Regions from separate parts of the Mus musculus genome. Here region 1 is linked to region 2. Evidence: chromatin contacts called from public Hi-C data. All regions are on one chromosome and are shown on one strand. The core of a region is the stretch at or near the end of the contact, and the rest is flanking DNA. Distances in the headings are between cores, read along the strand shown.

The links. A called contact is a pair of places that touch in the nucleus more often than the background predicts.
Region 1: a contact with region 2 is called in a Hi-C map of cerebellum, with 1.5 times the contacts expected there. The contact joins two enhancer-like sites. A contact is called at or near these places in 3 of 484 Hi-C or Micro-C datasets (cerebellum, embryonic stem cells and ventricular fibroblasts).

What each region holds. Positions count from the first base shown.
Region 1 is chr7:82,475,230-82,481,210 of GRCm38.p6, reverse strand. All of the region lies in intron 7 of Adamtsl3 (ADAMTS-like 3), which reads right to left. Among named protein-coding and RNA genes, the nearest start is that of Adamtsl3, 140 kb to the right of the region's middle. Within about 2 kb of position 1,615, at least 29 of the 459 cell types and tissues checked have an H3K27ac peak or open chromatin away from gene starts, as enhancers often do. A contact at or near this core is called in cerebellum, where this site is marked.
Region 2 is chr7:82,288,509-82,294,550 of GRCm38.p6, reverse strand. The region is part of intron 8 of Sh3gl3 (SH3-domain GRB2-like 3); the gene reads right to left. It overlaps Gm51492 (a long non-coding RNA gene), which reads left to right. Exons shown (of 3, transcript XR_003946817.1): 1 at 1-3,376; 2 at 3,470-3,559; 3 at 4,115-4,406. Among named protein-coding and RNA genes, the nearest start is that of Gm51492, 5.5 kb to the left of the region's middle. Within about 2 kb of position 1,515, at least 8 of the 459 cell types and tissues checked have an H3K27ac peak or open chromatin away from gene starts, as enhancers often do. A contact at or near this core is called in cerebellum, where this site is marked.

The sequences.
Region 1 (5,981 bases), core at 366-2,865, 190 kb before region 2:
GATTCCTCTCTCTACCATGCCTAGAGGAGCACATCCTCACCCCGCCCACACCCTGAGCCATAAGGCTACATCATGGAAGTCAAGCACTGCTAAGTGCCTGGCCTCTGTGTGCTCTGAACCTGGAGACATTCATTTACTGGCTTACAATGCCTTTACCTCAAAAGATGGAGGCAACCAGTAGTGTGTGTAGTCAGATACGCGATGCTGCTTAGCCCCACGCTCACTGTTCAATGGAGAATACCAGGAAGGAGGTCCGATACACAATCTCAGCTAGAAAAGTTCTGCTCAGATGGTCCATAAAAGTCTATGGTGCCTCTTCCTTTCTGCCTGAATGTGGCATCTAAGAAATTAAGAGTCTGGCAAAAGCTACTTCGTCAATTGTCTTGACTGAGGCTGAAAAGTGTAAGTGTTGCCCAGAGTATGTATAAAAATCGCCTGGGAAATCTAATGGTATACCCGATCCCCTGATCCACAGATCCTTTGACCCCTCCCCCACCAGGAAATTGTAGGGCAGAGCTCAGGATTCTAAGGTGGGACAAACTGTCTAGGTGATCTTGATTTGAATGCTGGATTAGAAACCATTAAGCTGGGTTCCACCAAGGAGAAATAGGGGCATGTTGGTTGAGGCAGCCTTACCAAACTCTGTTTCTGTTTCTGTTCTAGCCCATCGCTCTACATCTTGGGTACATTTCACCTCATGCTTTCTTAGCTGTCTTTTCAGGATACTTTGGGAGGGTGTCTGAGCACACAGACCTGAAGCCAAACCATTCTAGCTACTCATGAGCTGTAAAACCTAAATCAAAGTACTCCATTTTCTTAAGATTATTTCTCCATTTGTCAAATGGGGAGGCAAGAAAGTATGTACCTGATAGGAGTAAGTCAGATCAGTCAGAGAAAAAAATTGTGCCCAGCACAAAATAAACATGCATTCAGTGGGAGGATAAAGTAGCAGCAGCAGCAGCAGCAGTGCCCTGACAACTATTAACACTAATTAGACTCAGAATTTACATCTGGGTGGTGGATGTCATGTCTCCTGGGTGACACTGGAAGCTGTTGTGGGTTTTCACTTTATTCAGTGTTCCTACAAATTGCTGCTGTGGAGTTGTTGGACCAAGTGGGCTCTTCAGGTCAAGACGACACCATTTCACAGAGAACATACCATGTGCCAGGGGCTGAACTAAGTGTGAAGCGGCCTGACACACCAAAACAGGAGCTCAGTATATTAATAAAAAGGTACTGGCAGTGACATGTAGAGTACAAAAGTAACCAAGGAGATTTCAGGACAAAAAAAAAAAGGTAACCACACCAACTCGTTTTTGTGAGGCATATAACCTTCCCTGGGCTCTTGAAATCTTTTCAGGAAAAATTTGGAAACCTATTTCATATAAGATTCTAAGTCTCATTTTTCCAACCCCTATTCAATCCCAAAGTTTATTTTTAAAAACAAGGCATAAGTACCTTTTTTAGAGCCCTAGCCCTAGAAAAGGTCTCAGAACTCCCCTGTGCTGACACTCTGACTGTGAAGATGAAAAAACCAAGGTCTCAGGCAGGGAAGCATCTTGCCTGTGCTCGTAACTGCTGGCAGCCAAGCCGGGATTATTACAATGGCCTTTGGAATCTAGGCAAAGCCTATTGCATAACTCTATCCAGCACCACTGACATCATAGCAGGAAGCAGCACCACGCCTGGCTAAGTGTGTACACTCATTAGTTCCATGTTAATTGACCTCTGATGGTGTGCTTGACACTGGCCCAGCATTAGGAATAAAATGGACATCACAGCACATGTGGCGCTGACTCTTGTAAAGCCTTACTAGTGCGAGATGCAAGCTAAACCCATGGTAACGCAGGTGCTTTCTGCAGCAAAGGCTAAGCAGAAATTAACGAAAAAGGGCTGGCTGGCTTCAGGCAGATATCTAAACGATGGTCTGAGATGCAGGTTGAATGGAAGACTGAGAACCTGATGGCCATGCTAAGAGGCTGAAGAAGCATATTCCAGGACATGAAGGGGCTGGTGAAAGAGAGAGCACACCAAAATAGAAAGGACCCTTTGCTTTCTAGAATCGTTCAGAAACCCTGTGTGGTTGTACCTTAATGTGACAGGGCAGATGGCAACAGGGCACCCTGTGGAGGTCTGGTGATACAGGCTTGGAGAAGGGCCGTGCATTTTACCAGAAGTACAACATTGTTTCCACAAGAGAAGTGGGAAGTTCAGGGTCTACCTCCTTTGCTGTGGAAACATAAGCTATGACAATCCTCCTGAACAAGGTCCACATGCCATTTTACTTTCTCTCAACAGAAAGCTAGAAGATATGCAGAAACATGCAAATGAGCCAGGCAGGTACTAATTCTGAATTGCGAGTTCCAAGCTATTTGCTTTGTATCACATGTAGGTTCTATGAATGGGAGGAGCCATCCATTAAATGTAGCAATGGCTGGAGAGAGGACTCAGTCCTAAACACTGTTGCTTTCCCAGAGAGCTGGGATTCAGTTCTCTGCACCCATAAACCACCCACAACTTAGTTCCAGGAGATCCAACACCCTCTCTTGACCTCCCCAGGCACTAGGCACACACGTGGTGCACACATACATGCAGGCAGGAAAAACACACATACACATAAAATAAATAAATTAAGTAACAACCACTTGTGTTTGATTATTCCAGTGTCAGAGGACTATCATGGGGAGGCAAAAACGTGTTACAAAGAGGCAAGAATAAACCAATCTGTTTACCTGTTAGCAAATTCTTTATCTCAGATTCAGTCATCCCTCCCATGGGCCATATTGAATTTGTATGTTACCTTCAGGAGTGCCTGGCAAAGTTGCAATAAGCAGTGTGTGGTGTGGAAAACTCATGTATATTAATTACACTGTGAGGCAGCCTCATGGTCCACCCAGCCCAGACCATGAGCATCATGGTGCTGAGAGCATAGTTATCACCACAGTGTCCAAGCCTGAGTGAGGAACTGGCATTGCCACTGGGCCGTAGGTGCCGCAGTACCAACAAGCTTAGGCAAAATGGATGAAGATCCCAGAGCAGACAAGCAGGGCTTCTTTACTCGCCTCATTGTGCCTGCAGTCGATGAGACCACAGTAAGGGGCAAGCGTGGAAGTCCGTCCCTAAGCACATGTCAAGACTCCTGATAGATGTGTTTGCTTCTTTACTGCTGTTTTTATGTGAATAACCTTGACTTATTCTGCATCATATACATACGTCAAAGCATTACACTAGACTGGTAAGATGGCTCAGTGATTAGGAGCACGGGCTGCTCATCGTGAGTTGACTGGGTTTGATTCCCAGCACCCACATGGCCACTCACAATCCTCTAACACCAGTCCAAGGGATCTGACATTCTTCTCTAGCCTCTGTGGGAACTGCATGTATGTGATGCACAGATATACATGTAATTCAGACAGTCAGTACAAAATAAAAATTATTTTTAAATCCCATATATATATAAATTTTTAAAATTTTTAAAATAACACATTATTTAAAAACAAACAAAACCAAAAAATTACATTTTACTCTGAACATTTATACTCTGAACAATTATAAGTCAATTAAAATACTACTCATTTGTATTTTCAAGGTTGATTTTATGTTATTTTGTGTGTACTTGTATGTATGTCAATGTCTTCCTCAGAGGCCAGAATAGGGCTTTAGATCCCATGGATCCGGAGTTACAAACAGTTATGACCTTCCAGATGTGGGTGCTGGAAACCAAACTCAGGTCCTCTGCAAGAGTGGCAAGTGCTTCTAACCGTTGAGCAACTCTCCAAGCTCACTATTTAAAATATTGTACATAATTATTGTTTTATACTAAAGACCACCAGAGTTTTATCCCTTGGAACTTGAGTGGCTTCCAGCTTCTTTTCCAACATGCAAATCTATTTATGCTGGTTGTTAGTGCAGTCTCTGCCTGACTCTGAACAGGAAATTGGTGTGTTGTATCTGGATTCATTTCTGATTTTTCTCATAGCTAAGGCTTTGGCTCCAGGCTCTTACACCTTGTATCTGCCTCGCTGCACAAAGAACTGATATCCTGTATGCAGCCTTCTACTTTATCCAGTGCAAGGCGGTGCCAATAGCCTCTCATAACCATGTCTTGACTCAAGGAGAGTCCCGAGGAACGCAGGAATGATTGCTTGGCAAGACACTGGCTTAGGAGCGACGTGGACCCTGTAAGGCTCAGTGATACACGCTCAGGGGAGCCATGGCTTCAGTTCCCACATTTCTTTCGCACAAAGTATGATTATAGGGAAGTGTTTCCATATGGTTGAGGGAACTCCCAGCCAAACTGGCTTCAGCTGGCCAGTTTCAGAGCCACAGCAGACAGGATAGGGCCACCAAGAGAAAGAATGAAGAACGGAAAGCACCATGCTTTTATGGACGCAGGCTACATAGCCTTAACCTTGGCATGGGAGCTATGAAATGCCAGTGTTTACCACGTCACTCATACCTTATTGCAAACGATCTGCCTGAGCACTCCGGATCATCTCCTTCCTGGACAGAAACTAGGCCAAAACACTAGATACTTTCAGGATTATTAACCAGCAGCATCCCAAGTGGACAGAAAGATCTCTGGGGCTTGCCGGTCAGCCAGCCTAATGGCAAGCTCCAAACACAGTGAGAGACCCTGTCATAAGGGAATGAGGTAGATAATGACAAGTCACGACTTCTAAAGTCTTCCTTTGGCCTCAGCATACATATGTCCAGGTGGGTGTTTGTACCTGCACATACATGTACAAGCACACGTACATACCATACACAAACAAAAGAAAAGGAGAAGAAGAGAAAGCCAGAATGACAAATCTGGGGCTTTATAGACACACATGAATTTCCCTAGAGAAAAAGATTTAACTTAGAGAAAACATTTCATTAGTACTCTGAGAATTCCATATCTCCTATTTTGGTCACATTCAGTTCTCTACCAACTCCTCCCAGATCCATACTCAACACCCAGCCAAATTTGTATCCTCATTTCTTTTAAAGCAATTAAATATTTTAATAGAATCTCATAAGGATTGATAGCTGATAAAAGGAGAGGAGAGAGAAAGAAGATAGGAAGGAAGGAAGGAAGGAAGGAAGGGAGGGAGGGAGGGAGGGAGGGAGGGAGGGAGGGAGGGAGGAAAGAAGGAAGGGAGGGAGGAAAGAAGGAAAGGAGGGAGGGAGGGAGGGATGAAATGCAAGAAAATCTAGATCTAGACATAGAGGGAGAGAAAAGGAGGAAGGGCCTTCATCACAAGCAGGAAACTAGGGCTGTGGATGGCTGTCTGCAAAATACTTGCCACACAAGTATAAAGAGCTCTAGTTCAGATCCTCAGCATCCAAACCTGGCATAGTGACCCATGGCAGTAACCTTAGCATTTAGGAGATTCAGACAGGAACATTCTGGGCTTGGTTCATTGACCAGCCAGCCTAGATGAATTTGTGAGCTCCAGGTTCGGTGAAAGACCCTGTCTCAAATACTGAAAGCAGTTAAGACACTTGATGACAACCTGTGGCCTCCATATGCATGTGCATATAGTTGGATATGCACACTCACTGGAACATGTACCCCTGCTGCATACTCATACAAAGAACGGTGCACTGGTAGACAGGCCCCTTAAGCACACACAAACACACACAAATCCAATAAATGGCTTTAGGAAACAGTTCCATGGGTTTCTGTTTTGGTACAATTAGAGTGGTCTTGGTATCTAATTCCTTTTGGTCTCTGATAAAAATGAAGTCTTCTCTGATGAATCTTCAGACCTAAAAGCCAACCCTCCCTCTAGCTGCTTCCTGTCACAGTGAGAGAACTACTTGTTTTGTTGTGTTAGTGTTCTCCCCCGGGTGCCTTCCTGAAGCCACCTGTCAGAGTCCCGCCTGTCTCTTCAGACTACCTGATACGTGTTCTTCCTCCAATTTTGCTTTCTCCTTCAGTCCGTTCTGTGATCCTTTCCCTGCACTCATCAGTAGCTCTCTTACAGCAGCTCTCT
Region 2 (6,042 bases), core at 266-2,765:
TGCATGTGGTCAGAGATCAATGTCAGGTGTCTTCCTTCTATCATTCTCCACCTTAATTCTGGAGCAGAGTCTCTTCCTGAACCTGGAGTTCATTGATTCTGCAGGACTAGCTGGCCATTCCTCCTGCCTCTGCCTTCCTAAGCCTGAGCTTGTGGGTGCACACCTCACTGAGAGCTCACATACTCGTTTGTAAAACAGTGGTATGGCAGCATCATGGCTGCATGAACCCGGCAGACTGCCCAACCTCATGCCGTCTGTGGTGTGGCTGCCAGCATCGTCACACTGTGCTGTGGTCTCACTCTCACTTTCACTCTCTGCAACATTAGTGTGCGGAGGTCCACGCACAGAGCAACAACCAATGATGCTGGCGTACACACGCACTCCAGATGCAAAGGGCCCCACGCTGTTCTCTGACAATTAATCCAAATACTTTATTCCTCACGGAACTCAATGCTCTCCAGATTGCCAGTGAAAGACTGAAGCAAAGGAAAGCCGGGTCTGGTCTGGCAGCCGGCAGGAGCCGGTGTTTTGGGTGAACTTTATCCTAGGTCCTGGAATCCTGACTCTAAGAACCAACCCTGTGCTCGGATGCTGGCAGGGAGGAAGGCATGTGGACGGCTGGGGTCTGCTACTGGACTGAAGCCTGGGACTGTATTCATTTTCAAGATTTTTAGTTCATTTGTTTATATCCACCATTTTTCTAAACAGAAAGGTTAAAAAGACTTCCAGAAAAAAACAGTATCCAAAGTAAAGATTCATGTCAGGCCCGAAATAGGCAAATCATAAGATGTACAAAACTCTCCATTGTATCCAGACACCACAGCTCTGAGAGAGGAAGGCAGGGGGCGTGACACCAGGCGCAGACACACACTGGCACTGACCCAGCAGAGCAGGTTGCGGTTATCCCCAGCAGTCAGCTCAAGGGCCAGTGAGCTTCCCGGAAGCCAGAGGAAGTGGCAAAGTTTAACAGGGTATGCGACTTCCCTAAAGTGCCAGACCAGTTCTCCAGAGCCACTGACTTCTTGCATTTACGCAAATATGTGTTACTGAAATACAATTTTCAAGATTATCTTCACACCAGATAAATATTGCCCATAACCACTTAGTTTAGCTTACGTGCTGGTGTGTTTACAGCCGTGCAGTCACGGGATCTACTTAATGTTGTCTTTCTTTTCTATTTTACTTCATACCTGTTCATGTTTCTGTATAATCCACACATCATGACAATTCAGTAGATGAATGGTATCTCACTTAGCCTACCATTAGCCGACTATGCACAAAGTGTTTACAAGTAAATGACAACTTAGTAGAGATTAGTCAACAGGGTTACAAGAATATCCTGTGCTTAAATATTTCTTAAGGATGTGTTTCCAGAAGTGAAGCCGCTGAAGTGCACAGACACCTGACAGACAGAGCTACACTGACTTCCCAGTGAGGAGTGTCAGGGGTTGGCAACTGTAGGCTGTGAGCCAAATGATGTAAGAATGGAACCCAGGTGAGCTCACTCACTTATCTATAGACACATTCAGATGACGTAACAATAAAGTTCAGTAGCTGTTACAGAGACCACATGGCCCTACAGAGACCATAAGTCAGGCATATTTACTGTCTGGCTCTCTACCAAAATGTCTGCCTATGCCTCAGTGATTCTAATGTATACTCCCCCAATGCTTGTGAGATTGTGCCCAAGTGCCACATATGAACAGAAATGGAGCCTGCAGCTCCCAACGGAAGGCAGTGAGTCACAACAGGGCAGACACGTTCTCCCAGTAACTTTGTAGAACATACATGTGGCATCTGTGCACTCTCCACCAACCCATCTCTTCCTCTTCAATAGTGAAAGAACTGCAGGTAGATCTGGGTCTCCAGTTCACCTCTTCCTACCTTTGTAGCTGGCTGGGTCATGTGACTAAGCCCTGGCCAGTGGGGTGAGAGAGGTGAGGTGAATCACTTATGTTCAATTCTTTAAGGGGAAACTATGTCTAGACTTCCATCTTTTGCCTCTTGAGTCTCTTGGGAACAGCGGCTACTATTATCCCAGTGTAAAAACTGTTGCCAGAAGCCAGGCATTGTCACAATAAAACCTGCAACCAGAGACAACAACTCAGATGGTGGCAATGGAGAGGATGTGTGTGTAACAGGTGTGACAGCCCTAATGCCTGTGAGGTCACAGCGAAGCACTATGGTCCAAGTTTTACACGTGACAACCTTGAAAGCAGACCACACATCAGGAACTCTCAAACAGAAGGAGGCTATCACTAGGATGCACGTGCACATGAGTGACGGCCAGCAGAGGCCAGGGAGGGCAGGAGATCACTGAGTCTGTGAGTGAAGACCTCAGGAGAAAGAACAGAGGGTGAGAGGTGGTATTAGGGAAGCTAGCCACTCCAGGAGCCACCAAGAACAGAAGGTAAGCGAGCTGCTGTTTCAGATACTTCTCAGAGACTCACTCAACCAAAGGAATCCAGGCACGTGTCCGTGACCTGTGCTTTGTTCTTCACTTGGATCTGTTGCTTCGAGTGTCCTCAAGACAACCTCTAAAAGCTGAGAAGGGGAAGCATGGATCTGACAAGAAGGAAAGACATCAAGCTCTCTGAAGTGCTGTGTCTAAGAGGGGACCATAGCTCTGGGCATTCCTAACTGCCGAGAGCACGCAGGGCAGACGTTCCCCATGGTTTCGATGGAATCACCCTGTGGCAGATCCACAAGCCTCACCTGGAAACATCTGAGCTTAGTGAAGCTTGTCGAGCCACACAGCACAAGTCTAAGATGACAACTTGCAAGGCCAGCTTCAGATATGAACTTTCTGAGGGAGTACTGGAAGCCAGCAGGATGAAGGACAAGAGAGGAATCTAGCATACACACACAGACACACACACTCTAATCAAGTCAAGTTCTTCATTTCCAGGGCAAGGGGTATACACATTCTGTCTCTGTCTCTGTCTCTCTGTCTCTCTGTCTCTGTTTCTCTCTCACTGTCAGGGCAAGAGGTCCCTGCAATATCTGTTAAGCAAGATTCCATCAGTATCAGAGAGTTGCTCCTGCTGTGTGTTTCTATTTGCTGTGGTTTGAATGTTGCTATGAATATTGATCTGTGTGAGTGCCCAAAATCCATGTACTACAATGTCATTCCCGTGAGTCTAGTAGCCTTCCCCACATGATGATTTCATAAAGGTGGGTCTCATTCATGAAGTTAGTGTCCTTATAAATAAATAAAATAAATAATAAATAAAAGGCCCAATAGAGCTTATTTGTCACTTCCACCACGCAAAAAATATCTGCAAGGTGCCATCTATGAGGCAAGTCACATATCAGCCACTAAATCAGGTGATGATGCAAAGAGTCAAGTCTATCCATGAAGCCACAGAATGCACAGGTAGAGTGGCTGCCAAGGGACTGGGTCGGGGGGGGGGGGCACTGCCTCGGGATTTGGGCTTGCCATTTTCATGGTGGATGTATTTCATTTCAGCTACTGTGACACAAAAGTGTTAAGACAGACAGCAGTTTTGGCTCCCAGTCTCAGAGGTCTCAGTGCACATCACTGGCCCATTTGACTGAGGTAAGGCAGCCCTTCATAGCAGGCAGCAAAGTTCCTCACTCCCTTCTGAGAAACAAGAAAGGGTTGGGAATGTCAATGCCCCCATCAAGGGTGTAGTGGCATAAGGTAAATCTACTAGGCCCCACTGTTAAAGGATCGACCACCTCAGCAGTACATGGGCCTCTGGCAGTAGAGATACGCCAGCTTCTGCTCTTACACTTGCCAGTCACCAGAATATCTTGTGTCCCTAACTTTCCCACTCAGCTCAGGCAGCATTGTAAGGAGGTGGCTGGCATTTCCTAAGCTGCTTTGTCCTTAGGTGGGGCTGTGGCCAGACTCGGCATGTCACTGCTTGCTGGCCTGAAAGGACAAGTGTGCTCTCTTTCTCCTTCCTCTTGGCTAGATATGGGAAAAACAGCTGTCCTGCCTCTGAGGGAGCGGGTGGGTGGGAAACACCCTCCTTCTGGAATATCTCCCCTAGTCACTGTACAAGCGAGAAAGCCTTACAATGCTGCATGTTGTAGACTTATTTTTCTGTTTGTTTGTTTGTTTGTTTGTTTGTTTAATGGAAGCTAGTGTTACTCTGACAGCAAAGTCTTGACACAACTGGTCTGTGAACACTCTTGACGACTCTTCCTGAGGTGAACGCCATTTAAATCATTGAAATTTGCATGAAGCCTTGCATCACAGTGTAAACTGAAAGCCAGCACAGCAGGCTGCAAGCCACAGCTCAGGCTGAAACTCTACAATAAGGACGATGGGAAAGAGACTATGTCAAGCTATGCACTTTGCTGAGGAAGACTTTTAACTGCAGGCCCAGAGTCTATGTTAAAAGTTGGACATTAAAAATCTGTCAGAGCTGGGAAGATGGCTCAGTGTACAAAGTGCCTGCCTTCTGCACACGCATAAGGTCCTGAGTTCAGATCTCCAGTAGGGATTGGGGGCACAAAAAGCCACTGGGTGGCAGTGCCTGCCTGTAACTCCAGCACAGAGAGGCAGAGACAGGACTGGCTCCTAGCACCCAGGAGATCTGATGCCCTCTTCTGGCTTTTGAGAGCACCTGCACACAGGTGTACACCCCTCCACACAGATACACACCCATACTATATACACAATCTTTAAAAATATAGTTAAGGGGCCAAGGACATAGTTCAGCTGATAGAACTTCCCTAACATGCAGAAAGCCTTGGGTTCATTCCGTAGTGCTGCATAAACCTGGCATGGTGGCACATGTCTGCACTCCTGGCCAGAGTCAAAGGGAGATCTCAAGTCCTCTGTCACTAGCTTTGACAGTGAAGCAAGGGGCCACAAGCCAAGCAATGCATGTGGCCTCCAGAGAGGGAAACAGGCAAGACATGGGTCCTCTCCTCGAGCTTCCAGAAAGAACCCCAATCTCTGGATAGGTCCCCAGAACTATAAGGCAAAGAGACTGTACCCCATATGTAGCTTTATGTCACAAAATACATAGTAGTTTCTTAGGAAGTATAGAAAACTAATGCAATTAAACAAAAAATTAGCATGCATTTAGCATAAATGAAACCTAAATGAATGGGTACAGAGAGAAGGCCCCAAGGTGAGATCTCCTCAGTGAGCAGCTATGGAAAGGAAGACACAACAGAGACACAGAGAAAGAGCCCAAAGCCACACAGATCGTCACAGGCCTGTGGTCCGAGTCCTCGGGAGGAGGGGGCAGGAAGATCAGGAGTTTAAGATCATCCTCATTGCAGAATAATTCTGCAGTCAAGCTGGTATAAGTGAGATGCTGCCTCAAACCACCAGTAATAATAATCATAACTCTAACAATAGAAGTTTAAAAGGGGACATCTGAGGGAAGATAAGAGAGGTGCTTAAGGTAATAAAGATTTCCATATTTATCAACGATGTGCGGAACTAGGTTTAAGTTTCTAGGCTCAGTGAGAATGGAAGGAGGAGGAAGGAATGGGACCCACTTTCCCAGCGTTCTGACATCCGACAGCTGCCATTCTCAGTTAACTCACCAACTAACAGGAAAAGGCAAGAGCCAGCCAGGAAACAGGGGCAGAGGGCTTGGTCTAACCTGGCCTGCCACGCAGAACAACCAGAAAGAGTGAAACACAGATTGTTTCCAAGGGCACACAGAACATTTGCCAAGATGGGTCATGCTCTGGGCCACAAGACAAGTTTCAAAAAATATGCTACAGAGTAAAATTCATTCAAATAGACTATTTGAACAAAATAAAGTGACTGGCAGAAGAAATGGGTTAGAGAGAATGAAATTATTTCTTGTGCAAGGGAGGGTCATGCTCATGCGGGTGTGTGCATGTGTGTAGGATTGTGTGCACCTATATGGACTGGCTCGTTAGTGACAGAGGTCAGTCTCAGGTGTCATTCCTCTAGAGCCATCCACCTTTTTTATTTTGGACAGGGTCTCATACTGGCCAGGAGCTCCAGGGATCTGCCTGTCTCTGCCACAACAGTACTGGGACTGTAAACCTCCTTAAAACACTCACGATAATAAACTTATC